Linked DNA regions of Mus musculus: regions 1, 3 and 4 are each linked to region 2. The links are chromatin contacts, called in public Hi-C and promoter capture Hi-C maps. All regions are on one chromosome and are shown on one strand. Each heading gives the region's core, a stretch centred on a gene start, on an enhancer-like site or on the middle of the called end of the contact. The rest is flanking DNA. Distances are from core to core; before and after follow the strand shown. Region 1 holds the start of Galnt3 (polypeptide N-acetylgalactosaminyltransferase 3). Region 2 has its middle 27 kb from the start of Csrnp3. Region 3 has its middle 53 kb from the start of Galnt3. Region 4 holds the start of Ttc21b (tetratricopeptide repeat domain 21B).

Region 1 (3,422 bases), core at 512-3,011, 310 kb before region 2:
TTTTCTGGCCACTCATCTTGCAACTTGGGGCCTATTTTCTCTCATTCTCTTTTGGTAAGCCTTCCCTAGCTGCCCTTCCCAGTTGTTTTCTGCTATGACTAGTCATCAGTGCACCTCCACCTGCGATCCTATACTGCCGTCCTGTTCTGACCCTGCTCCTGTCAGTGGAAACCGTCACTGTTAGCCTCCCGGTGAGGAGTAAGAACTGACCATCTTCGGCTCCACGCATCCTTTAGGGTGGGCAGTGCACAGGAAGGGAAGAGGGATGTTGTGGTTTATACACTTAACATTTCCTCCAAATCCCCCCAAAGATGAGCACTAATCTCTCTCCATTTAAACACAAGCAGCAAAAAGACGTTGCAGAACCAAAAAATTAAAATGAGTTTTGGAAATTAATGTTTTTAGTTTTCGGCCCACAGATACACAGTAGATAGTTATTATGGTAATATACACAATATACACGTGCCTCTTAAATCTTTATTTTCAGGGGAAAGAGGAAGAAGGAACTTTTAAATGATAATGCTAAAATGTCATACAAAAGTTCCTGGATGCCTACAAAACAATTGGAAATAAGCAAAAGAAAAAAAAAAGTTACCTAAGTTGCCGAACTATATGAAGCTATATGAAGTGAAACTATACTACAACAAATGTTGCACATAAGCCAAGTAAAACTAACACCTGTTGATAATGTACTAAGATTTTAAAACTTAGTTCCAGTTCACATATAAAACTCATAAGTTAGGAAATAAACACCGTGAGTGTCAAAATGTGGGAGGAAGGCTTCCATCATTCTTTATAGGAAAACTCATCACTGCGGAATCAAACAGGTCGCCCAGAGTCTTTAGCTGTTTTTCCACTTCCCTGAATACTTTTGAGAATAGTCAAATAAAAAGTTCATAGAAATGTGTAAAAGCAATTTGAAGTCCTGGTTTTGAGTGTCAACGTCTCCAGAACAGAAGGCATAGTGGAAGGGGTGGGGGGGCACGGTGTAAGTGTCTCAAACACACTGGCAAAGCCTAACATGTTTAAGAGTGTAGGTTCTCACCTTGCAGAACAGATGTTGGCTTTTAATCTACTCTTCAGTGAAAACAATTCCTTTCCAGGAAACCACAAACTCTGCCCAAACCCTGGCAGAGGGGTTCTCCCCGAGGGCGCTGCTATCCCTCTCCTGTGGATATTGATTGGTTGGTCTTGCAATAGATAGCAACCCAGGAAGGGGTGACGGTGGACCCCAAATCAACTGAAACTTGACCAAAATACCAGAAGCTCTACTTTGAAAAAGGGAGTCGCCTCCTTGGGACCTGAGGCTTCCCTACCCTAGCGCCGGCGGCCAGAAACGGAAACCACTCGCTGCGCTCAAGTGAGAGGAGTGATGAAATCAAGGCTACAGGGGAAGGAAGCTCACCAACCTAACTGGTGACAAAGCTGCTGAGCCTCGGGAGGAAAGCAGCACGGTCTCCCAGGGGTCCCGGGGAACGCCGCACCCCTGGGTTTGGACCACCCGGAGAGGAAGAGGAACCGCGTGGGGTTAGGGGTAGGGGGAAGTGCGGCTCAGATTTCTCAGCGTCCCTGCCAGTGGGCTCTGGGTACCAGGTGGCCGCGGCGCGGGGCAGCGCAGGCTCGGCACTGCGGAGGGCTGGCGGGCGGGCAGCGCGCGGGCGGCGGAGGAGTTTGCTTGGCGCGCGCCCGGCCGGCCCGCGGCTCACCTGGAGCGCTCAGGTAGGACCGGGGCGGGGCGCGGGGCTGGCGCGCAGGCGCGGGATCCGGCCTCGCCCCTGCCGACGTCGCCGGCGGGAGCTCACCTGGGAGACTCGCAGAGGAAGAGGAGCCTCGGCGTGGCCTCGCTTGGCAACGCGGGAGGCCCGGCGGGAAGGCAGGAAGCGGCGGCGGAGGAGGAGTTGAGCCGAGCGGCCACGAGAGCCACGGCCACCCGAGTCGCCGGCGTCGCCACCTGCACTTGGCTCTGGACCCCCGCGGACAGAGCCCCGGCCGGCCGCCGCTTCCCGCCGCCTGCCCTGCCCACCTGCCAGGTAAGCCGGCGTCCAGCCGACCGGGCTCCCGCAGTCCCAGCAAGGGGACAGCGTGCGGGACGGCCCCGGAGCTGCCCGCGGCCGGTTGGACGCGGTCTCGAGAGCGGGTTTCAGTTGCTCCCCCTCGGGAGAGGCCGGCGGGGATACCGATCACTCCTGTCGCCGGGTCCCCTCGGCAGCCCCAGAGCCTCACCGGGGCAGAAAGTCCCCCTGGTACCCCTGGGCCCCCTGATAGTCCTCGGGAGGGCGGGTCTCTGGCGGAGGCGCTGCTCAAGGCTTGCCAACTTGGGCTAGCAGGTTGCCTGCCCACTCCCGGGTACCGAGTGGGCCAAACCCGCTACGGGGAGGGCTGTGGTTGTGCCGGGCAACTTTCCCCGCTAAGCCCAGACAGTCCTAGATTGGAAAACGGCGGCAGCCAGAGCCATCACGAAGCTTGCCGACTGGTTTGGAAGGCGCTCGGTGGTCGGGACCTGGGCATCCCGCGCACTGCACTTTTCCGGGTGCCCTCCCCGAGCCAGAGCTGCGCCCACTTTCCGGTTGAAGGTGGCAGAGTCCAGGTCTTTGTGGCAGGAGGAAATGGAACTGTGGTTCACCAGCTGCCTCCTCTTAGAGGACCTGTTGACTTAAGGACCAATGTATCTCGGATCTGGTGTGCCTGTGGCATATGACTCAAAGGTTCAAAAAAAAAAAAAAAAAAAAAAAAACCAACTTTGTTTCAGCATCCTGCCACGTCTGAACCTGGAAGTGCCAAGCCCAAATTCCTGTCTACCTAATTAGGATTTTCGAAAGCCTATGAATTAAGGTTGAAACTACTCTTAGCATAGACTTAATACTTAATTCCTTCCTTCTGTTTTGGGAACTCCATCAAGTTACCTTCCTCCCCTTTCTGATTTTTTTTTCTTTTTAAGAAAATGTTTCTAAGTTATGGCTTGATATTGAAGTTACACTACCTAAGGTACATCTGAACTCAAATACTTTTGTAAAAATTCAGAAAGTTACATTTGAATTTGAGAGTTTCTGGTTGTGAGAAATTCCACTTTTATCATCTAACTTTGAGTTTGTTACTTAGACATATGAGTTCAAAACCACACCCTATAATTATTTCTTTTTAACCTTTAACATCAACTGAAACCTAACATGCATGTTAGTTGAAACATTCTGGGCAGTGTATTCATACCAAGCATTTCTTATACACTGTTTTAACCAACATTTTTTTTTCATAGAAAATTTTATTAATAAGTTCCACTCTCTAGGTGTGTTTAGTTCTGCCTTTACCAAGTTTTAAAAACATATATTTAGGTTGTACATGCTTTCTTTCTATATATTTTTTAAAAAAATATTTCTAAATATATATTTAGATTGTAAAATACTTAGCCATTACATGTTTCTTAA
Region 2 (3,367 bases), core at 125-2,624:
GCACGCAGCATGGGTGTCTAAATGTTTATTTCAAGTGATTATAACAAAGATTTATTGCGCATCTCTGTGTGCGGTAGAGACTACAAACCAAACCAAAGAATTCATAGTGAATTTCAGGAAACCCTCAATCTACAATGAGGAGGTGAAGTAAATTAACATGCCATTAACACCAAGCTAGATGACAGACCTGTCCAAAGCACCATACACCATAATGTCAAGATTTACAAACATTTGCCGAGAAAGCATGCAAACAATGTCACAGTTTCCAATGCAATGACAACAACAAATAAATAAATAAAACCTTTTTGGAGCTATAATTGTTAATATTGCAATTTCGAACATGATGACTGACTGAAGAGGAAAACTACCTGCCAGAGAGGTGCATGTATCATGACTAATCACGTGGTCAAAATATTTATCACAAAGTGGAAAAAAAATACTAAAGCATTGTGAATCTGCCCTTAAAACAGAGCTTCTCTGTAAACATTGTTGCAGTCAAAGTAATGGAGTTCAGTTTCCCAGAGCAGCTCATAAACACAGGACTTTGACTCAGAATCCAGGGGACCTGGGTACTGTAAGTAATTACTATAATTTAAAATACTTCTCTGAAAGATTTTTATTCTCCTCATAGGATATAAACCAACCATAACATGATTTTAGGAGTTTGTGATTAATGCTTTAAAAAATTATCCAACTATAAAAACATACAGTGGTAGAAAAGGAAAAACAAAACTTTCTCCTGATTTAATTTAAAGATGATAATTGATTTGTTTTTTCAAAGGACCTTAATTCTGAAAATGTTCTTGGCGTAGTTTTTTTTGTTTGTTTGTTTGTTTTGTTTCTTGTTTTTTAATTTGTAGAATCTAATGATTCCCCAGGTAACAAGATCCCCAATGAAACTACAATTAGATGCTAGATAGACTGTTTTCAAATCTACAGTGTTATTAGATTATCATTGCTTTGCAAATTAAAACTTACTTTCATTCCTGTATAAAATGGCCAAAGGGAAAATAAGATTCATATTAGTGGAAAACAGTAAGCAGGAATCACAAAAAATTGTGACTGAGTTTCTCATCCACATGAAAAACAGAGTTTGCAAAACACATGGTGTTTTAAAGTATCAGATCTTTATTTGTCTAAAAATTAACAGAAGAAACGCGTGACCGCCCACTAAGCAAAAAGAGCGTGGTAAACGGGATCTTTCAAACTTACTACCGATTGATCAAATGTACAGTTGTCAACCCAATCAATTCCTCCAGCTGATCAACATTTCCATTCCTGGAAGAAAAAGCGTGCCTCTGAGCTGTATACTATTCTCTGAAGACCGAAAACCGTGGTTGCCACAGCAACTGCAAACTGAGGCAGTGTCTGTCATGACCCAGTAGCAGTGTAATGGAAAACATCTGCCTGGAAATCACGAACTGGCACAAGGTCTTAGAGAGGAAGTATTCAAGAGAATTTAACCTGAACCGATTTCCTCAGTTCTAGTCGCAGGCTCTCCCGCTGCCTATGTTTATAACGCTGCTACTACTGCCAACATCTGCAGCACACAAAAGGGAAACAGAGAGAGGAAATGGATTGCTTTGTTCGCCGCCAAGAATACATCTTCCGAGGCAGTACGGTTGCTCTTAAACATACAGTTTCTAAAAAATAAAGTCGCTTTCCCGATCAAAGATTACAAAGAACAGTGAAATCATTTTTATTCTTTGACCCAAATCAGTGGTCTCCCACGTCGGCTCGGCTCGGAATTCCATGCAGAGCTTGTTAAAACACAGTCGCTGGTCCCCACCCCTTAGTTCTGATTCAGACTCTCAAGCTGGAGTTTAAGAACCTGGATTTTTAAAAGCTGCTGGGCAACTCGGCTGGTGCAGACCCAGGACACACAATCTAAGAAATACATGTAAACCACAGACCTTAAAGAATTCCTCAGGTTTGCTAATAATAGCACCTTGAGAAGAATAAGACTAAATTCTTCTTGTAGACTCACTTCAACTATATAGACTGCAGTGGCTTAGAAACCACTGGCTTTCCATGCAAAAAATCACCTTAAAATGCAAATTTTTCAGGTTCTAACCCTAGAGACTGGTTTTAGATGGTCTTGGACAACACTGAGTATCTAGTTAATTTCTTCATCAAGTGAAGTTGGTTAAGCAAGCCTGTTCCTCTATCTTAGGAACAGCTGATTTGGGGCACAATGGCACATTGTGCTGTATGGTGATCATCTGCCGAATTGGCCTTCAACTGTGCTCCTTGACCCCGTTACTCAGTGTTGATAGGTCTGGATGGGGTAGGGGAATCCTGAATTGCATCAAGAACTACTAGAACTTGGTGAAGGTGACCACCATATCAGTCTTCACAGTGAGATGTTTAAGACATCTTTAGAAAAAGGAGGGGAAAAAGAAATCCAGAATTGCATAATAGAAATGGCTCGGTCAATAAACTACGTGCTGCATAGTCATGAAGACCTGAGCTCAGATTCATAGAACCTACCAAAAAAGCTGTGGGTGTGTCGGGGGAGACTGAAGAGATGGCTCAGCGGTTAAGGGCACTGGCTACTCTCCCAGAGGACCCAGGTTCAAATCCTAACATCCACAAGGCAGCTCACAACTGTCTGTAACTGCAGTTCCAGTGACTCAGTTCCAGAGGCTCTGATACCTCTGATACCTTCACACCCACGTGCATATATGTAGGCAAAACATCAATGTCCATGAAATGAAAATTTAAAAAGTAACTTTGTATCCTCAGCACTGTTGCAGGAAGGGTAGAGACAAGTAGAGCCCTGAAGTGTACTGGATAGACAGTCTAGGCCTCCATTTAGTGAGAGGCCTGCATCTCAAGAAATAAAGGAGCGTCATCACTGAAAGACACTTGATGTCAAGTGCTGGTCTCAACATGCACGTCCACAGAACAAAGAAACAAAGAACACACACGGTACACACTCACTCACACACTATACACACACACACTACTCTATATACATACTATATATAGACACTGGACACACACTGTAAATCCAATATTCACACACTATATATTACATGTATACCATACACATACCACACAACTATATATTCACTATATATATACACACTATACATACATGCTTGCTACACACATGTGTGTATACACACAAGCACACACACACTATATATTTATATATATATATATATATATCGATATAGATATATGCAACTATACATACACTATGTACATGCATGATATACACACATTATACATATATGAACACTACACATCAGCACACATACACAACATAAACACATACACACACACTTCTGGAAATTTATATTCTGGCTTTTACAACATGTCCACAACTGAAAGCAGCCAGGTGTCTGTGAAAGGGAAGTGT
Region 3 (3,585 bases), core at 98-2,597, 360 kb before region 2:
TTCACACTGAAATCCCAATCGCAACACATTGATTTCTCATGAATCCATCTAAAGTTCAGAATTGCCTTACCCAAATAACCATAACAAACAAACCCACTGAATCCCATTTGTTACAGTCCTCCCTGCCTACGTATACACACACACACACACACACACACACACACACACCACACTACCAACTTTGATTTTCAGTCCTGGTAAATGCAAATCTACTTTAAAATGCCCCCATAACCATATCCTAGTAGCACAAAGCATTTAAAAAGTCACACTGAAGAAATTTCTTGCTGGTAAGAGTATATGCTGTGCTCCATAGAGCAGCTTTGCCGCCTCCTTGTGTTTCTCTCCTTGCAAAATGAATTCCATCTTTTCCCATGCCAGCACTGTCATACTAACGATGTAGTGACAGAAAGTTGAACAGGAGACTCTGCAGCTTTAAGCAAAGCACCATGGGGTGAAGAATGAGAGTTGAGCACTTTTGTTAAAAATTGCGTAGAGAAACGGCGTTATTAGAAACTGATTTATCTTCCCATGGACCCTAAGTATTTTCAGATTCTGCTGTGATGCTCTACATGGCAGCTATAAATATCTACAAAAGAACTCGGAGGGAAATGTTTTCTTCCTATATTATTAAAACTATGAATTTCTGACTCATAGCAGCCAACACTACTTTCCCTTCCACCGATCCTTTCAGACTGCTGCCTAACTCATTGAGTGAATCTTGGTCTTTCCTTGCAAAGGATTTATTTCCCCTATTCTTTATTTTGTATTTACATTTTATATCTGCTTTCTTGAGTCCTGCAGACTCATAAAAATGGTTTTGAATAGCATAGCAGCAGAGATGATGGGGAGGTCAGCTATGTTAATTTCAAAGTGCCCCAGACTTCAGTGTGAGGTTGCCTAGCAACCCATCTCTCAGGCCTCCTTTGTGGGTGAGAGAAGAGAAAGCAATTCTTCTGTATACTCTCAAGCTGAGATGGCTTTATAAAGTGAAAAATCCTTTGCAAAGGGTCCAGCATAACCCCTGTTTCTCTTCTCCTGCCCACTCTGTGCACTTTACCCATGATGAGAGAAAGACCCCATCCTTTGATGCTTGAGATCTGATACGTACATAAAATAGACCTAGGTGCAACATGGTCAAACGGCACAAGTGACCTCTTTCCTAACATTGGATTGAGATACATTAATTAAACTACTCAGCTTCCCCTTTCTTTAATATGAAAGCACACTTTCCCCCTCAAGTTCTTAAAGCCAGTAATGTTAAATGAAACAGCAACTGCCTGCTGAGCATCGGTTACCATAGCGACCCAAGCCAGTAGAGGTGTTTTTCTCCGTAGGCACAGGATGGCTGAAATATGTCCAACCAGGGGACGCAAGCAACATGCTGACTAGAAATCAGCATCTGGGAGGAGCCTGCTCTGTTCCCTCTTATCCACACGAACTAAAAATAAAATAAAATAAAATAAAATAAAATAAAATAAAATAAAATAAAATAATGAAACCTTCTGCTATTTCCTCAACAACTGAGAATTGGACTTCAGTGGGTGGCAGAAACACCCTGTTGAAGCATATAGGAGAAGACGGGGAAAGCTACGGACCAGTAAAACCCACATCAACGGCTGAGAGATCGTGACGAGATCCACTGCCTTTTCAAACAGCACTAAAAGTACAAAATGAAAGGGGTCAGCTGGAGACTCACATTGTAAAAATACTTATGTCCAACTCTTAAAATCATTTATAATCTATGCTCTATCATTAGTTTCTGAGCAGAGAGCACAAGAAGGGAGCACATTTTGGTTCAGATCAATATAGTTTTACTGGACAGTCTTTCTGACTTAGAACAGTGTGAGGCACACTGCTCAGTACTCGTCTGACTGGCCTCCAATCCTGGATGAGTACCGAGAGGCCACATAGCATCTTGGGCTTTTGCACCAAACAACCTAGATTTTCATCTTGGCCCCTTCTTAACAGTGCAACTTGGGGCAGATTTTCTAGGCCTTTGTAGTCTCTGTTTTCTGGTATTTAAAATGGTACTTAAGAGTAGATTGTTGACATGCAAACAAACAGATAGATGTGAAACAGTTGATCCAACACTGGCCCGCTGTCTGTCAGGAATTTGGCATGAGCAGGAAATGCTCACACAGCAGGTAGAAAATGCTCTGCCTTGTGTTGTGCTTAATATGGGAGTAGTAATGCAATCCCAGCCAAAAGGACACACCCGCACGGGAGCCTCGCTGCAGATTTTCACACACACATTGGTTGCTATGTCATCGTCTGTGTATCCTGACACTCGCACCCCTTGAGGGTCGACCTCCAGGACCACTTCAAACAAGAAGCTTCTTACTCACATTTTACAGCTCAGTCTTGTGTTCCTAGCAATAACTTGCCTTTACAGAAGTAGAGAAAAGAGTGGACAAGGGCATCCAAGTGCAGTTCACTAATGGAGCGGTCAAGGTTGCTAGCAGTTATATAAAATGCAACATGTGTTAATTTCTCAAATACCTTTCCTGAGCACTCATTTTCTTTTATTTATTTTTTGTTTTTGTTTTTGTTTTTTTGTTTTGTTTTTTTGAGGCAGGGTCTTTCTGTGTAGCCCAGGCTATCCTGAACTCACCTTCTAGACCAGGCTGGCCTGGAACTCACAGAGCTGAGTCTGCCTCTGCCTCCCCGAATGCTGGGATTAAAGGCCAGGCACTCATTTCAACAACAGTGTGATTCCTGGTAATTAGCAAGTCACTCTCACAGCTTATGAAATGTGTATCCCTCTACACATTGCAGACTACTGAACCCAATCCTTTTCGGTCCAGAGATGAGGGGTGGAGCTCAGATTATGACTGATTTACTACATCCATTCACAATGTGAATATATTTACATATGTATATACATATAAACAATGTTATATAGTGTGACCCTACACACACCAAGGGCTCATGAGCTCAAGGCAAGATTCCTAGTGTGCTGGCACTAAAAAGTATTAGAAATTTGCAGACGTGAGACCTAATGAACAGTGATTGAGTCACCTCAGTACTCGCTTCTGAAGGGTGTTTCTCCCAAGACTCCTGTTAGTGCCCCCCCAAACTAGATTATTATTAAAAAGTGTCCATCTCTGCTTTTGGCTTCCTGTTTTACTCTGTGATCTCTAATTCACTATATTATGTTATGAAACCATGATACATACCATCACTGGAAGCCAGATCAATGGGGTGGCCCATAACTGGCCACCAACTTCCAACCTTGTACGCTGAATAAGCCTTGCTTTCTCATAACTTATCCACCCTCAGGTATTTCATTATAGCAACAGAAAGTAGGCTAAGGCATACATAAGTATGCATAGGCACACACATTAGCCATGAAGTTTGTTTATTTGTTTCAGGTTCACAGAGGCATAAAGTGTTTCACTGTTATCTCAAAGTAGACTCAAAGCTCCCCCCAATCTAGCTGTGGACAGGGCTGAGCTTGTCTCCTGTTCCTGAATGTTTGTATTCATTCACCTATCTAACCACTTATTAATTCCAGTGAAGAACTCTTCCATGCTAAGCACTGTGCCAAGCAGAGGGCCCTCTCACATGACAGAACCACCTTCTCCA
Region 4 (3,317 bases), core at 356-2,855, 440 kb before region 2:
TGGTGTGTCTTTCCAGTTGTCTATCTTGAACTCATGGGCTCAAGTGCCCATTCTGCCATGGTTTCCTCTGTAATTGGGACTAAAGATGTGTACCCCTGGCTCTCAACACTAATTCTCACTCAGTATCATAAGGCCCTTTCTGTCCCAAGACTCCACTGAAACTCAAAAGGCTTATATGATGCTCAAAAATGTGGAAACTGGTGGTTTTCACTGGGATACAGTGCGATATTTCAGTGCACACATACAAAGAGCAGGGGTCACATTGGAATAATTAGCATCCCCACTGCTTTGTCATGACCTTAAGTACCTCTCTTCTTGATAAGATAGAATTCTAGAACTGTCTACATCATTCTGCCTGTTTTTTTTTAATTGAAATGGATTCTTCTCTCATCCCAACCACAGTTCCCCCACCCCACTCTTCCTAGCTTTTCACCACATCCGCTTCTCCATTCCTTTAGATCCATTCCCCCTCCCTCTCCTCTTCAGAAAGAAGTAGGCTTCTAAGAGATGACAGCCAAACAGGACCAAAATACAGTAAGACAAGGTAAAAGATCTCATACGGAGGATGGAGAAAGCAACCCGATTGAAGGAAGAGTCCTAAGAGCAGGCAGGAGGCCCACTAAAACATCAGTATAACGGCCACAGCTGCCTGCAGTCCTTTAAAGAATACAAGCAGAAACAAATTAGTGTGTCTAGATGCCCCTCTCAGTCAGCTTGCTGGATCTCATGATAAATACACTGGTGAAGATCTTCTAAGGAAGGCTGCCAGGAAGCAAACAGAAAAGCAAAAAGAAAAGCAAACAGCAAGTCCATGGTCCCAATGTCTTCTTCAAGGTCACGTGAGAATCTTCTAAAGTCCTTTCATTTGGCCTCATCTATCAAAGGTTCCACCACTCCCAACAGCACACGGGCTGGGGAACATTCAGCACGTGTGTCTTTGAGGGACAGTTTAGATCCAAACTACAGCAAACACTTAAGAAATAGAAATCTAAAAGAGGTAACCACATATTTTTAAATAAGACTTTGGGGGTGGAAATCTGGCGGAGCAGTTTAATAAGCACTCGAATAGCAAAATTACAGCAGCGCCTGAAAAGATTTAGAACAAGCCCAAGCCAGGCTTCAAGGTTTTTGCCGAACTGTGATTTTTCTGCGCCACCTTGTGGCCCAGACACGATTACTACACGTGTCAGGTAAATCATTTTCCCTGGTCAAGTACTAAGCCGCATTGCGCAAATCGGCTTCCACAAAAAATGCTGAGAAAATGGAGTCGGCCTTTGTTTGCAGGGATGAAAAGCGGCATGGCTCTCCCTCCTATTTGCTGCTTCATCATCTTTATTCTTTAATCTCATATCTCTTGCTCCACCCAATCCCTCCTCCTCGCGCCGTTTCCAGGCTGGACCTCCCTCCTCTAGCCCCACAACTCGGCAGCACTCAATGCTCAGCGGATTCCAGCCCCAGTCGCCCTCGCGGTCCTCCCTCGGGGTTCCCTCCTCGCCTGCTCCGGTGGCCCCCTCCTTCCTAGTCCTACAACTAAGCTCCGCCCCCTCACGCCGACAACCAATGGAGATCGGGCCACGCCCCTCGTGCTGCACGCCGCGTCCCTTAGGGTTTGAGGGCCCGGGAAGTGGGTCTGAACCCCTAACCCTGCGGCGGGCAGCGGTGGGCACCCTCCGGGTAGCCGGCGGCCATGGACTCCCAGGGGCTGAAGGTGAGCGGGCGGCGCGGGGCGTGGGCAGGGCGAGTGGACTGCGAGGTACAGGGTGGCTCGGGCAGCTGATGGTGAGAGCCTGCGGCCTTGGCGGAGATGCTGCGCCCCCCGCCGGGATGATCCCGAGGGCTCAACCACTGCCTTGCGGTTAACGGCCAGCCCCCAGCCTCCTGCTTATGTTGGCTTTGGACTTCTCCTGGGAAAGCCTGCTTAGTCTCCAAGTGTGATTTCTAGGGACTTAGCGAGCTAATGTCCTCTACCCGGCACTCACCTTTGCAAGCGGTTAACGAAAGTCCTTTAAAAGGAGGAGTATTATAGATTATGAAAATGGTCTTCCCATAGTTGCACTCAGCATATATTTCAGAAATGGTGAAAAACAAGGACAAGGTTTGGAAGCCTTTCGCGATCATTCCCCTCCCCTCCCCTCGCATCCCCTCCCCTCCCCTCTGTCCACTTTGGGACCTGTTCAGTATTTGTGGAGCGCTTTTTCTTGGGTGACTCCCGGAAGTTGGAGCTAGCTGAACAGACTCCTGGACATGAGATTTACTCATTCAAAAATCCAACACTGGAAAAAGTTCTTAGTACATTTAGCAAGCATTGGTTGACTGCCTTCTGTGTGTTTTGCACTATTTTCTAAGTACTTGCAATACTGCAGTAAAGGTGCTTAGTCTTGCAACTTTCACTTGATTTATGAGGGCTGACCCCACAAGCTATTAAACACATGAATGTCATGAGAACTACTGATTATATTCAGAGGACAGTGGGTGCTGACAGTTAGGGAAGACCGAAAGGTTTGGCTTTTTTTTTTTTTTTTTAATGAATTTCTACATTACCTTTTCAAGTTTTTCCTCCAACTCTTTTACATGTTTTATCCCTCATTTTATCCAAATGAGTTCTGCACTAAAACCACTTTAGTGATAAAACCATTATTAAACTTCTCATCACTTAGCACAGGAGCGAGTCGTGTCCTAAAACTGAGGCTGCTGACCTTGGCTTCTTCCCTTTCCAGTTTGATCAGTGCAATATTCTATCTAGAACAAGGTTCTTGAACAAGGAGTGGCAAGCACCGTCTACAAAATGCCAGATGGTACCTACTTTAGTATCTCTGTCCATCTGCAGTGACGTTGGTAAGCAGCTGTGGATGTACCTAAATGAAGGAGCATCCTCATATGCCAGTACATCTTCATGAGCTCTAACGTTTGTCTATGAAAGGTTTTCCCTGGCCCTTCTTCTCCAACTATTTTTAGCTCACTACCCATACAAAACCAAGTGGGAAGAAAGCCAGACATATCTTGGACCTACCTTCCCTTTGGACCTATCACTCTGGTTTCCTACCCTATTGTAGAATAAGGGCTGGCTTTTAGCCCCGCCCATCACCACACCCAACCCAGGTACCACACTCTTATCTCCATATTGCTCTTCCTCTGCGTTTTACAGCCCTGGGCCTTTCTCAGAAATATTCCAAGAGAAATACGGTGTTATATGTGGAGGAGATGGAGTAATGTGTTTATAATTGAAGAATCGGCTCTAGCATCCTCTGCAGGAGTGGGTTCCCTGGTCACCCACAGTTACCAAGCTGAGTACAGTATTCTGTATTCCCCAAAGCGAA

Evidence for each region. Promoter capture Hi-C pulls out the DNA fragments that hold promoters and counts their contacts. A called contact is a pair of places that touch in the nucleus more often than the background predicts.
Region 1: a contact with region 2 is called in a promoter capture Hi-C map of hippocampal neurons, with 2.8 times the contacts expected there. The contact joins the promoter of Galnt3 here to the enhancer-like site in region 2. A contact is called at or near these places in 3 of 39 promoter capture datasets (cranial neural crest, frontonasal cranial neural crest and hippocampal neurons), 3 of 115 datasets of contacts at active chromatin or transcription factors (embryonic hindbrain, embryonic stem cells and stem cell-derived neural progenitor cells) and 1 of 9 other capture datasets (embryonic stem cells).
Region 3: a contact with region 2 is called in a Hi-C map of cerebral cortex, with 2.0 times the contacts expected there. The contact joins two enhancer-like sites. A contact is called at or near these places in 1 of 39 promoter capture datasets (cranial neural crest), 3 of 484 Hi-C or Micro-C datasets (cerebral cortex, embryonic stem cells and uterus) and 2 of 115 datasets of contacts at active chromatin or transcription factors (craniofacial prominence and forebrain).
Region 4: a contact with region 2 is called in a promoter capture Hi-C map of second pharyngeal arch cranial neural crest, with 2.5 times the contacts expected there. The contact joins the promoter of Ttc21b here to the enhancer-like site in region 2. A contact is called at or near these places in 4 of 39 promoter capture datasets (the 3T3-L1 cell line, hippocampal neurons, pre-B cells and 1 more), 1 of 484 Hi-C or Micro-C datasets (nephron progenitors) and 5 of 115 datasets of contacts at active chromatin or transcription factors (embryonic forebrain, embryonic limb bud, forebrain and 2 more).

Annotation. Positions count from the first base shown.
Region 1 is chr2:66,123,132-66,126,553 of GRCm38.p6, reverse strand. Galnt3 (polypeptide N-acetylgalactosaminyltransferase 3) reads left to right here and starts at 1,761. Exons shown (of 11, transcript NM_015736.2): 1 at 1,761-2,030.
Region 2 is chr2:65,816,673-65,820,039 of GRCm38.p6, reverse strand. No RefSeq gene overlaps it. Among named protein-coding and RNA genes, the nearest start is that of Csrnp3, 27 kb to the left of the region's middle. Within about 2 kb of position 1,374, at least 108 of the 459 cell types and tissues checked have an H3K27ac peak or open chromatin away from gene starts, as enhancers often do. A contact at or near this core is called in cerebral cortex, embryonic limb bud, forebrain and 4 more, where this site is marked.
Region 3 is chr2:66,175,778-66,179,362 of GRCm38.p6, reverse strand. No RefSeq gene overlaps it. Among named protein-coding and RNA genes, the nearest start is that of Galnt3, 53 kb to the right of the region's middle. Within about 2 kb of position 1,347, at least 45 of the 459 cell types and tissues checked have an H3K27ac peak or open chromatin away from gene starts, as enhancers often do. A contact at or near this core is called in cerebral cortex and forebrain, where this site is marked.
Region 4 is chr2:66,254,905-66,258,221 of GRCm38.p6, reverse strand. It overlaps Ttc21b (tetratricopeptide repeat domain 21B), which reads left to right and starts at 1,605. Exons shown (of 29, transcript NM_001047604.2): 1 at 1,605-1,708. The coding sequence starts at 1,688.